2 separate regions of the Pan troglodytes genome follow, and region 2 is linked to region 1. A link is a contact called in public HiChIP or PLAC-seq data. All regions are on one chromosome and are shown on one strand. The core of a region is the stretch at or near the end of the contact, and the rest is flanking DNA. Distances in the headings are between cores, read along the strand shown. Region 1 holds the start of MRPS7 (mitochondrial ribosomal protein S7). Region 2 holds the start of LLGL2 (LLGL scribble cell polarity complex component 2).

What was found. HiChIP or PLAC-seq counts read pairs in DNA pulled down with a chosen protein or histone mark.
Region 2: an H3K4me3 HiChIP or PLAC-seq map of stem cell-derived excitatory neurons shows a contact between it and region 1, with 3 times the contacts expected there. The contact joins the promoter of LLGL2 here to the promoter of MRPS7 in region 1. A contact is called at or near these places in 1 of 7 Hi-C or Micro-C datasets (stem cell-derived neural progenitor cells) and 1 of 1 datasets of contacts at active chromatin or transcription factors (stem cell-derived excitatory neurons).

Annotation. Positions count from the first base shown.
Region 1 is chr19:88,253,652-88,259,058 of NHGRI_mPanTro3-v2.0_pri, forward strand. MRPS7 (mitochondrial ribosomal protein S7) reads left to right here and starts at 2,884. Exons shown (of 5, transcript XM_054670648.2): 1 at 2,884-3,009; 2 at 3,778-3,969; 3 at 4,085-4,148; 4 at 4,618-4,785. The coding sequence starts at 2,927. GGA3 (golgi associated, gamma adaptin ear containing, ARF binding protein 3) reads right to left here and starts at 2,904. Exons shown (of 16, transcript XM_016932925.4): 1 at 2,831-2,904. The coding sequence starts at 2,870.
Region 2 is chr19:88,522,803-88,528,528 of NHGRI_mPanTro3-v2.0_pri, forward strand. LLGL2 (LLGL scribble cell polarity complex component 2) reads left to right here and starts at 2,664. Exons shown (of 26, transcript XM_523719.6): 1 at 2,664-2,793. It overlaps TSEN54 (tRNA splicing endonuclease subunit 54), which reads left to right. Exons shown (of 11, transcript XM_063799278.1): 9 at 245-305; 10 at 633-749; 11 at 1,232-1,705. The coding sequence ends at 1,302.

The DNA.
Region 1 (5,407 bases), core at 1,634-4,133:
TCTGTTACTGTGTGCCCCAAACAGGTTTGCTCTCTCCACATCACCATCTAGTGTTTTTTTTTTTTTTCCCAACTTTTCCCATTATTTAATGGCTAGCTCAACTGGAGTATCCTCAATGAATCATCTCTTCCCCCATCCCCAGTTCCCTAAAGAGAATGCCAGCGTTTTAGCACTGCCTTGTATCTTTTTTTTTTTTTTTTTTGGAGACGGAGTCTCGCTCTGTCACCCAGGCTGGAGTGCAGTGGCACAATCCCAGCTCACTGCAAGCTCCACCTCTCGGGTTCACGCCATTCTCCTGCCTCAGCCTCCCGTGTAGCTGGGACTACAGGCGCCCGCCACTACGCCTGGCTATTTTTTTGTATTTTTTAGTAGAGACGGGGTTTCACTGTGTTAGCCAGCATGGTCTCGATCTCCTGACCTCGTGATCCGCCCGCCTCGGCCTCCCAACGTGCTGGGATTACAGGTGTGAGCCACCGCGCCCGGCCAGCGCTGCCTTGTATCTTTATCTTTTAAGAGTTTTTCATCCACTCCAGCATCACCTCCATCCAACTAAAGGCAAAATCTTCTTAAACCTCCTAACTCCTATAACACCCCACGTAGCAGGTACTCATTAAACATTGATTGATTGATCATGGTGGGACCTGAAAGAAGACTGAAGCATCAAGAGATGGTTTGTGAGAAAAGAGAATCTGAGATGGGTTTTCAAGCATTTAGTTGAGGAAACGGGAGCAGGGCTTCCAGGTAAGGAGAGCAACGTGTATTGGTAAACCAAGAACATCAGACTGAGTAGAGCAGGAAAACGTAGAAGCCACAGAGAAAAAGGCCTGGAACAACCAAGGCCAGATTACAGGCAACAGTGGAATGATTTGATTCAACACAAGTGCGCTTCTGGGAGCAGAATGGACTGAGGAGAGGTGAGGACGGGAGAGACCTGGGTCTCTGGGCCAAGCAGAGGCTTCTGCAACAATTCAGGCAAACGTGGGGTGACAAGGACCCTGACTGAGACGATGCTGAACCCCAACTGCTGGTTTGTTCAACTGGTACAGTTCACATTATTAAGTCATAACAACTGTGAAGCTTATGTCTCTACAGATACCATGTGACTCCCCCCCCAACCAAGTGGGTCCCTCTCATTTCATAATGTGACTCTAGGCTGGGTGCGGTAGCTCACGTGTGTAATCCCAGCGCTTTGTAAGGGAAAGGTGGGAGGATCACTTGAACTCGAGTTTGAGACCATCCTGGGCAACACAGCAAGACCTCATCTCTACTAAACATCAAAAGAATTAGCCAAGCGTGGTGGCGTGTGCCTATAGTCCCAGCTACTCAGGAGGCTGAGGTAGAAGACTTATTTGAGCACAGGGGTTCAAGGCTGCAGTGAGCTATGATCGCACCCCTGCACTCCAGCCTAGACAACAGCGCGCGAGACTCTGTCTCAAAAACAAGTAACAAAAACAAAATGTAACTCTAAATGTAGCCTATTAAACTCAGCTTAGGTCATTTAAATTATTCAATACCCATATTAATACCTTCAAAGCAAACTAATTCCACTGTGGTTATAGCAAGTTAGGCATTTCTGGGCAAGTGGTTTGACTGGAGTCAGGATGTCCTCTTTTTGTGAAATTATGGCAGTAGTGCCTGCTTTGCTAGGATACTTGGTAAACTAATTTAATGAATATCTGTAAAGTACTTTGAGCTCCTTGGAGAACAGTTCCATATATAAAGAAGCCTTATGACCTGCCTGCAACTGCAGATTTTGCAAACGTGATCTTACTTTTTCTCTCTTTTGGGATATGCTCCCCTTTAAACTGAAGCTCAACCTCCTGAAGGGGGTTTCTTACTAGGAAAAATCAGACAATTTGAGGAAATAGCTATCACCTCCAAGATCCCGGAAGCAGTACTAAATAAGAGACCTCAGAACAAGGCAATACTAGGTATCTCACCTATCCCATTACCAGTCCAATTTCTCTCTCCACTTAAAGGAGGCTTCCAGGTCTAGCCTACAGGAAAGTTCACTTATTAACCCTCAGGCAGAGTACTACCTGCTAACCAGGTTAACACACATTTCCTTCGTAGCGCTGTAATTCACAGTGCAATGACAGCAATACGCTTCTATAACTACAGCTTCAGACTGCTCCTCAGCCTTACTCAGAATAGGCTATCAACACTGACTCGTTAGGATGTTCAAGGGGGTATATGTATGTGTGTGGGGGGGGAGTTCCCGACACCGATTTCACCATGCTTCTGTGGTCACTGCAGGAAAAAGGTAGAGCTCTCTGTTCTCTATCATCGCTCTCTTTGGAATATTATTCTCACTTCAAGCATTCTGCCTGAGCGAAGCCGTCACTTCTCCAACACATGGTCACAATTCTGAAGCTGCCAGGCGACTGAACGCAGTCGGCAGCACCCACCACTACCGGAGACTCAGCCCCAATCCGAAGCTTCTCCCTTAGTCAGGGATTGGGGCGCTGGGTTCCTGGAGTCACCGCCAGGCGGCGACCCCACCACAATCTCCCCAAAGCGCCGAAGCATGTCAGCCCGAAGATCTTGGCTGTCGCCTTTCCCCGAGCCTGCGGTGCCCGACGGGACCCCGAATTCACGCCGCCGCGCGCCAGAGCAAGAGGACGCGCCGCAGCGAGGGAAGCGGGGGCCGGACTGGGGCCCCGGCGCCCTGATAGGGAAGGGGCGTGATCGCAGGCTGCTCGCGGCGAGGGCGAGACCGGGCGTGGGCTGCCAAGAGGCAACGCCGTGGAGCCCGGGGAGGGGACGTGGGGGTGAAGACAGGGGCAGCCCAGCGGCTCGAGGGCAGGCAGAAACGGCCGCGGCTACTCACTGAGCCAGGACTCCAGGCTTTCCCCTTCCGCCTCCGCCATATTGCAGCCGCCCGGCCCCGCGGCTTCAAAACTCGCGAGAGTCTGCACGAGCTGAGATGGGGCGGGGCCTGCATGGGGTCCTGAGAGGAGTGAGTGCCGTCACCGAGGGCCGCGCCAGACTGCGACGGATACTGGGAGGGCAAGTGTTTCCTTTTGGCGCTTCCCTTTGGACCCCGGAGTGAAAAACTCTAACGTCCAGATCAGTGCAGAGAAACGCAGATTTAGGACCCTGAGGAGTCTTTTTCACCCGTTTCCCTTCACTCGCTCAGGCGCGCCGAGGGCAGTCCTTGTGGGGTCCTCGTGGCCAGCCAAGATGGCTGCCCCCGCAGTGAAGGTTTCCCGAGGATGGTCGGGCCTGGCGTTGGGCGTGCGGCGGGCTGTCTTGCAGCTTCCAGGGTGAGAGGGTGGCGAGCAGCGGGGGGGCGCTGCGAGGAAGGAAGGGGGCCACAGGCAGGCCGCGTGGGCCCCTAGAGAGAGCACTGCCCTGGGGGCCGGAGTATCTGGATTCAAGCTTCTAAGTTAGCTGCGTGACCCTGGGCCAATCCGAAGGTTTAGTGACTACCTCTCGCCTAAGGAGTCTGGACGATCTAGGGTTCTAACGCGGAGCTGACAGTGCGGTTCAGCTAAAGAGCTCAGAGCTGGGATCGCCTGTGAATTGGGATGGGTGTGTAGGCGCCAAGCCCATCCTTACCGTTAGCACTTGACCAGGAGGAGACTTTACCCGCCTGCTTGGGGAATGTCCTCCTACTTGGGACAAGGGCCTGAATTGTTGTGGCTCAGGTTTAGCTCGCGGTCTCCGCGCCGCTCTCCCTCGTCGGCGCGTTGGCAGTCATGCCTGTTGTTAAGTCAAACCTACTCGCTTGTGGAGTCAGCTTTTGCCTGCCTCCTCCTTTTCCCCCCCTCCCAGGCTAACTCAGGTGAGATGGAGCCGCTATAGTCCTGAATTCAAGGATCCCTTGATTGACAAGGAGTATTATCGCAAGCCTGTGGAGGAGCTAACTGAGGAGGAGAAGTATGATCGGGAGCTCAAGAAGACTCAGCTCATCAAAGCTGCTCCAGCAGGGAAAACAAGTTCTGTGTTTGAAGACCCAGTCATCAGGTTAGATGGAAACAAACACTTGTTACATGGACTGGGACTATCCCAGGGAGGGTTTCTGGTGAGGATTCTGTGATACAGCCTTGGAGAGCTAAACGTGTTGCTTTTCTCTTTGAAGTAAATTCACCAACATGATGATGATAGGAGGAAACAAAGTACTGGCCAGATCCCTCATGATTCAGGTAAACAGCACTTCCCTCCTCAGTCATCTTTCTTGCCCCCCTACCCCGTAGCCTTGTACTTGGTACTTTCAGTGTAGCTTAAGAGCAAATGGATTCATGTATCTATTATTCAGATTAACTTCCCTGCATGTGTACGGGCTTTAATGAAGCCCTGTAGGAGTCAACAACTGCCATTCCTTGGTGTTTCGGAAATAAACACACAATTAAAAAAAAAGGAACAAATGAAAAATAAAACAACTGCCATTCCCCACCTCACCCCCCACCCCCTCCACGCCACAAATCTCAATCCACTCTTTCTGTCCTAGTCTAGCAAAGGGGGAGGCACTTAACTTTGTTTTGGATGTGCTGTGAGAGGAGCTGCATTGCCAGCGCAGAACCAGAGGATGGGAGTAAAGGGCAAGGTACTAGCTTGGCTGGGTAAACCCTTTAGGGAGACTGGGGCAGCCTCTTCCACCATATTCTTTTGCAGACTCTGGAAGCTGTGAAACGGAAGCAGTTTGAGAAGTACCATGCCGCTTCTGCAGAGGAACAGGCAACCATCGAACGCAACCCCTACACCATCTTCCATCAAGCACTGAAAAACTGTGAGCCTATGATTGGGCTGGTACCCATCCTCAAGGGAGGCCGTTTCTACCAGGTGAATGAATGGCCAGGGCAAGAAAGCAGGGCCCTCCACATGTGAAACAAGATAGGTGGTGCTTGGGAGTTGGGTCAAGATTGATAGCTTTCTAGCTGGTGCAGTGGGATTGCACCTGTAATCTCAGCACTTTGGGAGCCTAACGCAGGATAGCTTGAGCTCAGGAGTTAAGAGACAGCAGGGCAACATAGGGAGATCCCGTCTCTACAAAAAAAGCAAAAAAATTAGCCAGGTGTGGTGGTGTGCACCTGTGCTCCCAACTACTCAGGAGGCTGAGGTAGGAGGATCACTTGAGTCCAGGAGGTCAAGGCTGCAGTGAGTTATGATTGCGCCCCTGCATTCCAGCCTGGGCAAGAGAGAGAAACCTTGTCTCAGAAAAAAAAAAAAACGGCTGGGCACGGTGGCTCACACCTGTAATCCCAGCACTTTGGGAGGCCGAGGCGGGTGGATTACCTGAGGTGGGGAGTTCGAGATCAACATGGAGAAACCCTGTTTCTACTAAAAATACAAAATTAGCCAGGTGTGGTGGCGCATGCTTGTAATCCCAGCTACTCGGGAGGCTGAAGCAGGAGAATCGCTTGAACCCAGGAGGCGGAGGGTGCAGTGAGCCGAGATCACGCCA
Region 2 (5,726 bases), core at 1,414-3,913, 270 kb after region 1:
GCCGGGTGTGGTGGTGCACACTTCTAATCCCAGCTACTCAGGAGGCTGAGACAGGAGAATTGCTTGAACCTGGGAGGCAGAGGTCACAGTGAGCCAAGATCACGCCACTATACTCCAGCCTGGGTGACAGAGTGAGACTCCGTTTAAAAAAAAAAAAGTTGCTAAATCTGACCGTCCTAAACTAGATGGCAGACTGAGAAATGTGACTCCCCTCCCCAGTACCTTGTTTTCTGTGTCCTTGTAGCCGTGGTCCTTCAGCATATCTCTGTGCTGCAGACAACACACCTTCCTGATGGAGGTGCCCGGTAAGTTTCCAAGCAGTGCCGTCTCTGCAGTACCTTGACCGCCAGGAGTTGGTGGTTAGGAACTGGCTCCTGAAGTAGGGTGTAAACTAGAGGACTGTTTCAGGGACTCCTACCCCTAAGCCTAGCTCTGAGCAATAACTAGTGTTCGTGTGTGTCTAGGGAAGAGGGAGAACAACCAGTGGGTTAGCCCAAGGGTTCAGAGCCCCCAACCCTCAAGTGGCACCTCTGTGAGGCTGCTTTCAGGAACTGGTGGAGGGAAAGGGTGGGATGGAAAAGAAAGGTTGGGGAGAAGAGTTCATGTCATAACGTTTCTCATTGTATTGTCAGGCTGTTGGAGAAGTCTGGGGGCTTGGAAATCATCTTTGATGTTTACCAGGCCGACGCTGTGGCCACATTCCGAAAGAATAACCCTGGCAAACCCTATGCCCGGATGTGCATTAGTGGGTACGCAGTGAGCCAGCACTGCCCCTCCCCCAGCTGCTGCCAGTTCTCCTGTGAACCAAGTGGGACTCCTCTGTACTCCCCTGGCCAGCGTGCCAATCTCTGAGAGGAACATGAGATCCAGAGAGGCTAAGTGACCTACACAAGGCCACACAGCCAGTTTGTGCTGCCCTACTCTGAGCTCTTCATTGCTGGCATTTTAGGGTAGTCTTTCTCCAATGCCATTTTAGTCCAGGACTCACCCAGCAGAAGGGATGTGGATTGTGGGGATTTACAGGCTAAGAGTGGTGAGCACCTTGCTCTTCCTAGCACCTCCCTAACCAGTGCTCTGGGGCGCTCTTCATCAGAGCCCTGTGTTTTGGAGACAGAACTCATGGTTCAGAATTCTTGCACCCCAACTCCTTCCGTAGAATCTCTTCTCTGGGAGCCCTAGAGCTTAGGAGTGGGCTATGGCTGGGTCTCACTCTAACCCTTTGTCCCTGCAGATTTGATGAGCCTGTCCCAGACCTCTGCAGCCTCAAGCGGTTATCTTACCAGAGTGGGGATGTCCCTCTGATCTTTGCCCTGGTGGATCATGGTGACATCTCCTTCTACAGCTTCAGGGACTTCACGTTGCCCCAGGATGTGGGGCACTGACGTCACAGCTCTGCAGAGGATGGAGCTTGCTCCGGGGGACCGGGACTGTCTGTTCTCAGGGACCATCTCGGCTGCTTCCTGTACCCAGACTCTAACCTGTAGCTTCAGAGGCCAGTCTGGGCCTTGGCCCTGGGTGTCTGATACTCACAGAGTGAAACTGTGACCCTCTTCCTTCCCTGCTGCCTTGCAGTGACCCCTCTGGAACTCAGGACTCGATTTTAAGGACCCAGGAGGTGGAGCAGAAGAGAGGACTGTGTGCCTTTAACGAGAGGGTGCCTGCTTCGTGCTATAAAGCCAAAGCCATTAAAAATAGATTTCTTTTCTGCTGTTTCTGTATGTACTGGGTAAACCCCTCTCGCCCCCGTCCCGTTGTCAGTGGAACTGCCCCCAGCCCCTCACCCCTGCTTTGCCCACTCAAGGAGATCCGCTTCCTCTGGTGCGGGATCTAAGAGTGAGAGAAGCCCGCGGGATAGCAGGAACGCGACCTCGAACCTTTTGAGCCTTTCCCGGGCCTGCGTCGGAGGGGATGGGACGTCGCAGGCTTCCCGAAGGGAGGAGGGAGGACGGCGCGCCATCGGCCCTTCCCTGGGCGCAGCGGGGTGCGGGTGGCGAGAGGCGCCACCTGGAGCTGGGCGGTGGAGCGCGCTGCAGCCCCGGCCTCCGCGCCCTTTCCGCTCCCGCCTCTCGTCGCTCCAACCTCTTCCCTCGCTTGTGCTAAAAATTCCACCCGCTGTTGCAGACCCTCCGGCCGACACGGAGGAGGTGGGCGCCCCCCCGCCCCCCCCCGAGGAAAGGCGTCTCGCCGCGACGCCCCGGTCCCTACACCATCCCTCTCGTGGGGCTGGAAACCCGGCCCTGCGTCCCCCGGTCACCCTCTCTGGGCTGGGCTCTGGCAGAGGAGCTGGCCCGTATCCGCCCCTCCCTCGGCAGCTGCGGGGAGTTGGAGGGACGGCTCCCCTGGAGTCTGGGAGGCGGCCCGGGACCGCGGGCGTTCCGGGAACTATTTCCGCTTGCGGGAGGCGGCGGGACACTGGGCGCGGCGCGCCGTTCTGCGTCCAGGTGCGCGCAGGTGAGGCCGGGGCGGGCCTGCGGAACCCCGAGGCAGTTCGCGAGGCCCCGCCCCGCGCTTCCCGGGGCCGCGGATTGGCAGGAGCGCAGCCCCCACCCCCGAGGGTGCCCCCGCCCCTGCGGCGCCGAGCTGGGGGGCGGGCCGGGGGCGGGGCGCTGGGCCCCGGCAGGCTCGCCCTTTATGTAAATAGCGCGGCTCCGCCCCAGGCTCGCCGCGCCGGAGGTGAGCAGGAAGGAGACGGCCGCCCAGCAGCCCGTGGGCAGGCGCGGCGGAGCGAGCGGGGCCGGCGGCGGGCGCCGAGGGACGCCGAGGCCTCGGGCGGGGGCTGGCCCGGGGTTCCAGGTGAGATGCGTGCCGGACTTGCCCAGCCGGGCCCGCCCCCTCGGGGCTTCCACCTGGGGCGGGGAGGCCAGGGAGGCCCAGGACCCCTGGGCTGTCGGGCCAGGGCGGGAGGGCTGCGCCCAGGTCCGCGCGCCTCGCCCCTGTCCGCGTCGCTGTGCTGGCCTGGAAGAGAGACACCTGTAGAAAGTTCTGCGGGGAACTTCTCTGCCTGATCTGCGCGATGACTGAAACTTGGGCTTGGGTTTGCACAATAATGTTGGCTTAGGAGAGCAGGAGAACAGGTGCCCGGGCCGGCTGGGTGCGGGGGGCACCGCGGGCAGAGACGGAGTCCCCGGGCCCACGTGCAGGCGCCAGGCCAGCGGGGTTGGCGACGCGCGTCTGCGGTGACCCCCTCCCCACGGGCGGCGGCCGGAGCGCGGTGCCCCGGCGGCTTAGCCCCTGCCCCTGCCATCTGGGCTGTGTCCCTGCCGGCCCTTTGTGCCTCCTAATCCCCGGACGCAGGAAGCCCGCGGGAGGGACTTCGGTCTCCGGCCTTTCTCCAGCTGGGGCGGCTTTGGACACCTTCACATGACAGTGCGGAGACCCAGTCTGCCCTCCATGCTGACGGGTGGGGTTTGCGCTGTGGGATTTGGCGAGAAGTGGAAAATTCTATCTTGCCAAAGAAAGTGTGTCTTAGTTTGTTCCGGCTGGACGATTGGTGGACACACTGGGCCTTGGCTGTGGGGAGAACTGACCTAACCAGGGGAGCTGTAGAGTGGCGCTTTGAGGCTCTCACCTGAACAGGTGAGCGTTGAGTGAGGAGGGCGCCCCTTCCCCTGGGGATCCGTATGCGACTGCGGGCAGCCTTAACCTGGGCTCCAGGGACCCCCTGCTGGAGTTTGTAGTTCAAGAGAACCTTGAGTTCTCTTGAAGGGGCTACAGAGAGGATTCTGAACAGGGAGCGGGCAGGGAGGGAATGGGTGTGTCAAGGTGACAAGGAAACGCTGGTAGGAAGAGCAGAGCTGCCACAGAAGAGCTGTGGCCCAGCCCGGGGGAAGCCAAGGTCAGAAGTGGCAGTTGAGGCTGGGTGCATTGGCTCACAGCTGTAATCCCAGCACTTTGGGAAGCCAAGGCAGGAGGATCGCCTGAGCCCAGGAGTTTGAGACCAGCCTGGGCAACATAGTGAGACCTCGTCTCTACAAATAATAAAAAAAGTTAGCCAGGCATGGTGGCGTGCACCTGTAGTCCCAGCTACTCAGGAGCCTGAGGTGGGAGGATTGCCTGAGCCCAGGAGGTGGAGGTTGCAGTGAGTCATGATGGCGCCACCACACTCCAGCCTGGGGACAGAGTGAGACCCTGTCTCAAAAAAAAAAAAAAAAAAAAAAGTGGCATTTGAGGAAAACTGTCTGGGTCTGTGTGAGCAGAGGCACAAGGAGAACTGTGGGAGAGATGTCTCAGCTTTATTTTATGAACTGGGATTTGGGGTTTAGTTTTCTTAGGCGATCTTCCCACAGTGCTAGCTGTGGCAGACAGAACTCAAACTCAGCTCTTAAGCTTCTAATCAGAGTTCACTCCTTTCCTCTGAAGTTAGACTGGGCCCATCTTTGTGGGGGCTCCTGGACAGGGTTTCCGGAGTCCAGGGTCATTAGGCATCCCCATTCTTCCTTGAGGCAATGGAGTTTCCCCTTTGGTGTCAGATTAATATGCTTTTAATTATATTAAAATGACACTACATTCATAAATAAGAAATAAAATAGAAAAAAGTAACTTTTTTCTCTTTTTTTCTTTTTCTTTTTTTTAAACTAAGTTGACCAAATTCTTTTTTTCTTTAATAATATGTTTTTTAATTTGTAGAGATGGGATCTCACCATATGTTGCCCAGGCTGGTCTCAAACTCCTGGACTCAAGTGACCCTCACACTTCAGCCTCCCAAAGCGTTGGGATTACAGGTGTAAGCCACTGTGCCCAGCTGTTAGTAACTTTTTTTTTTCTTTTTTTGAGGCAGAGTCTTGCTCTGTCACCCAGGCTGGAGTGCAGTGGTGCAATCACTGGGAGATGGAGGCTCACTGCAGACTCGACCTCCCAGGCTCAAGTGATCCTCCCACCTCAGCCTTCTGAGTAGCTGGGACTACAAGCGCGCAGCACCATGCACAGCTAATTTTGTATTTTTTTTAGAAAGGGGGTTTTGCCATGTTGCCCAGGCTAGTCTTGAACTCCTGGGCTCAAGTGATCCTCCTGCCTCCCAAAGTGTTAGGATTACAGGCATGAACTGCCACGCCAGACCCGTTAGTATAAATAACTTTTTATTTTTTAATTTTTATTTATTTATTTATTTATTTTGAGACAGAGTCTCGCTCTGTCACCCAGGCTGGAGTGCAGTGGCGCGATCTCGGCTCACTGCAACCTCCTTCTCCTGGGTTCACGCCATTCTCCTGCCTCGGCCTCCCGAGTAGCTGGGACCACAGGCGCCCGCCATCATGCCCGGCTAATTTTTTGTATTTTTAGTAGAGATGGGGTTTCACTGTGTTAGCCAAGATGGTCTCGATCTCCTGACCTCGTGATCTGCCCCTCTCGGCCTCCCAAAGTGCTGGGATTACAGGCGTAAGCCACCGTGCCCGGCCTTAAGTAACTTTTTAATATACCACAACATTAAAAGAAAAAAAGGCCAGGCGTGGTGGCTTACACCTGTAATCCCAGCACTTTGGGAGGCCAAGTTGGGCCAATCACCTGAGGTCAGGAGTTTGAGAGCAGCCTCACCAACATGGAGATACCCTGTCTCTATTAAACATATAAAATTAGCTGACCATGGTGGCACATGCCTGTAATCCCAGCTACTCAGGAGGCTGAAGCAGGAGAATCGCTTGAACCCGGGAGGTGGAGGTTACGGTGAGCCAAGATCACGCCATTGCACTCCAGCCTGAGCAACAAGAGCGAAACTCCATCTCAAAACAAAC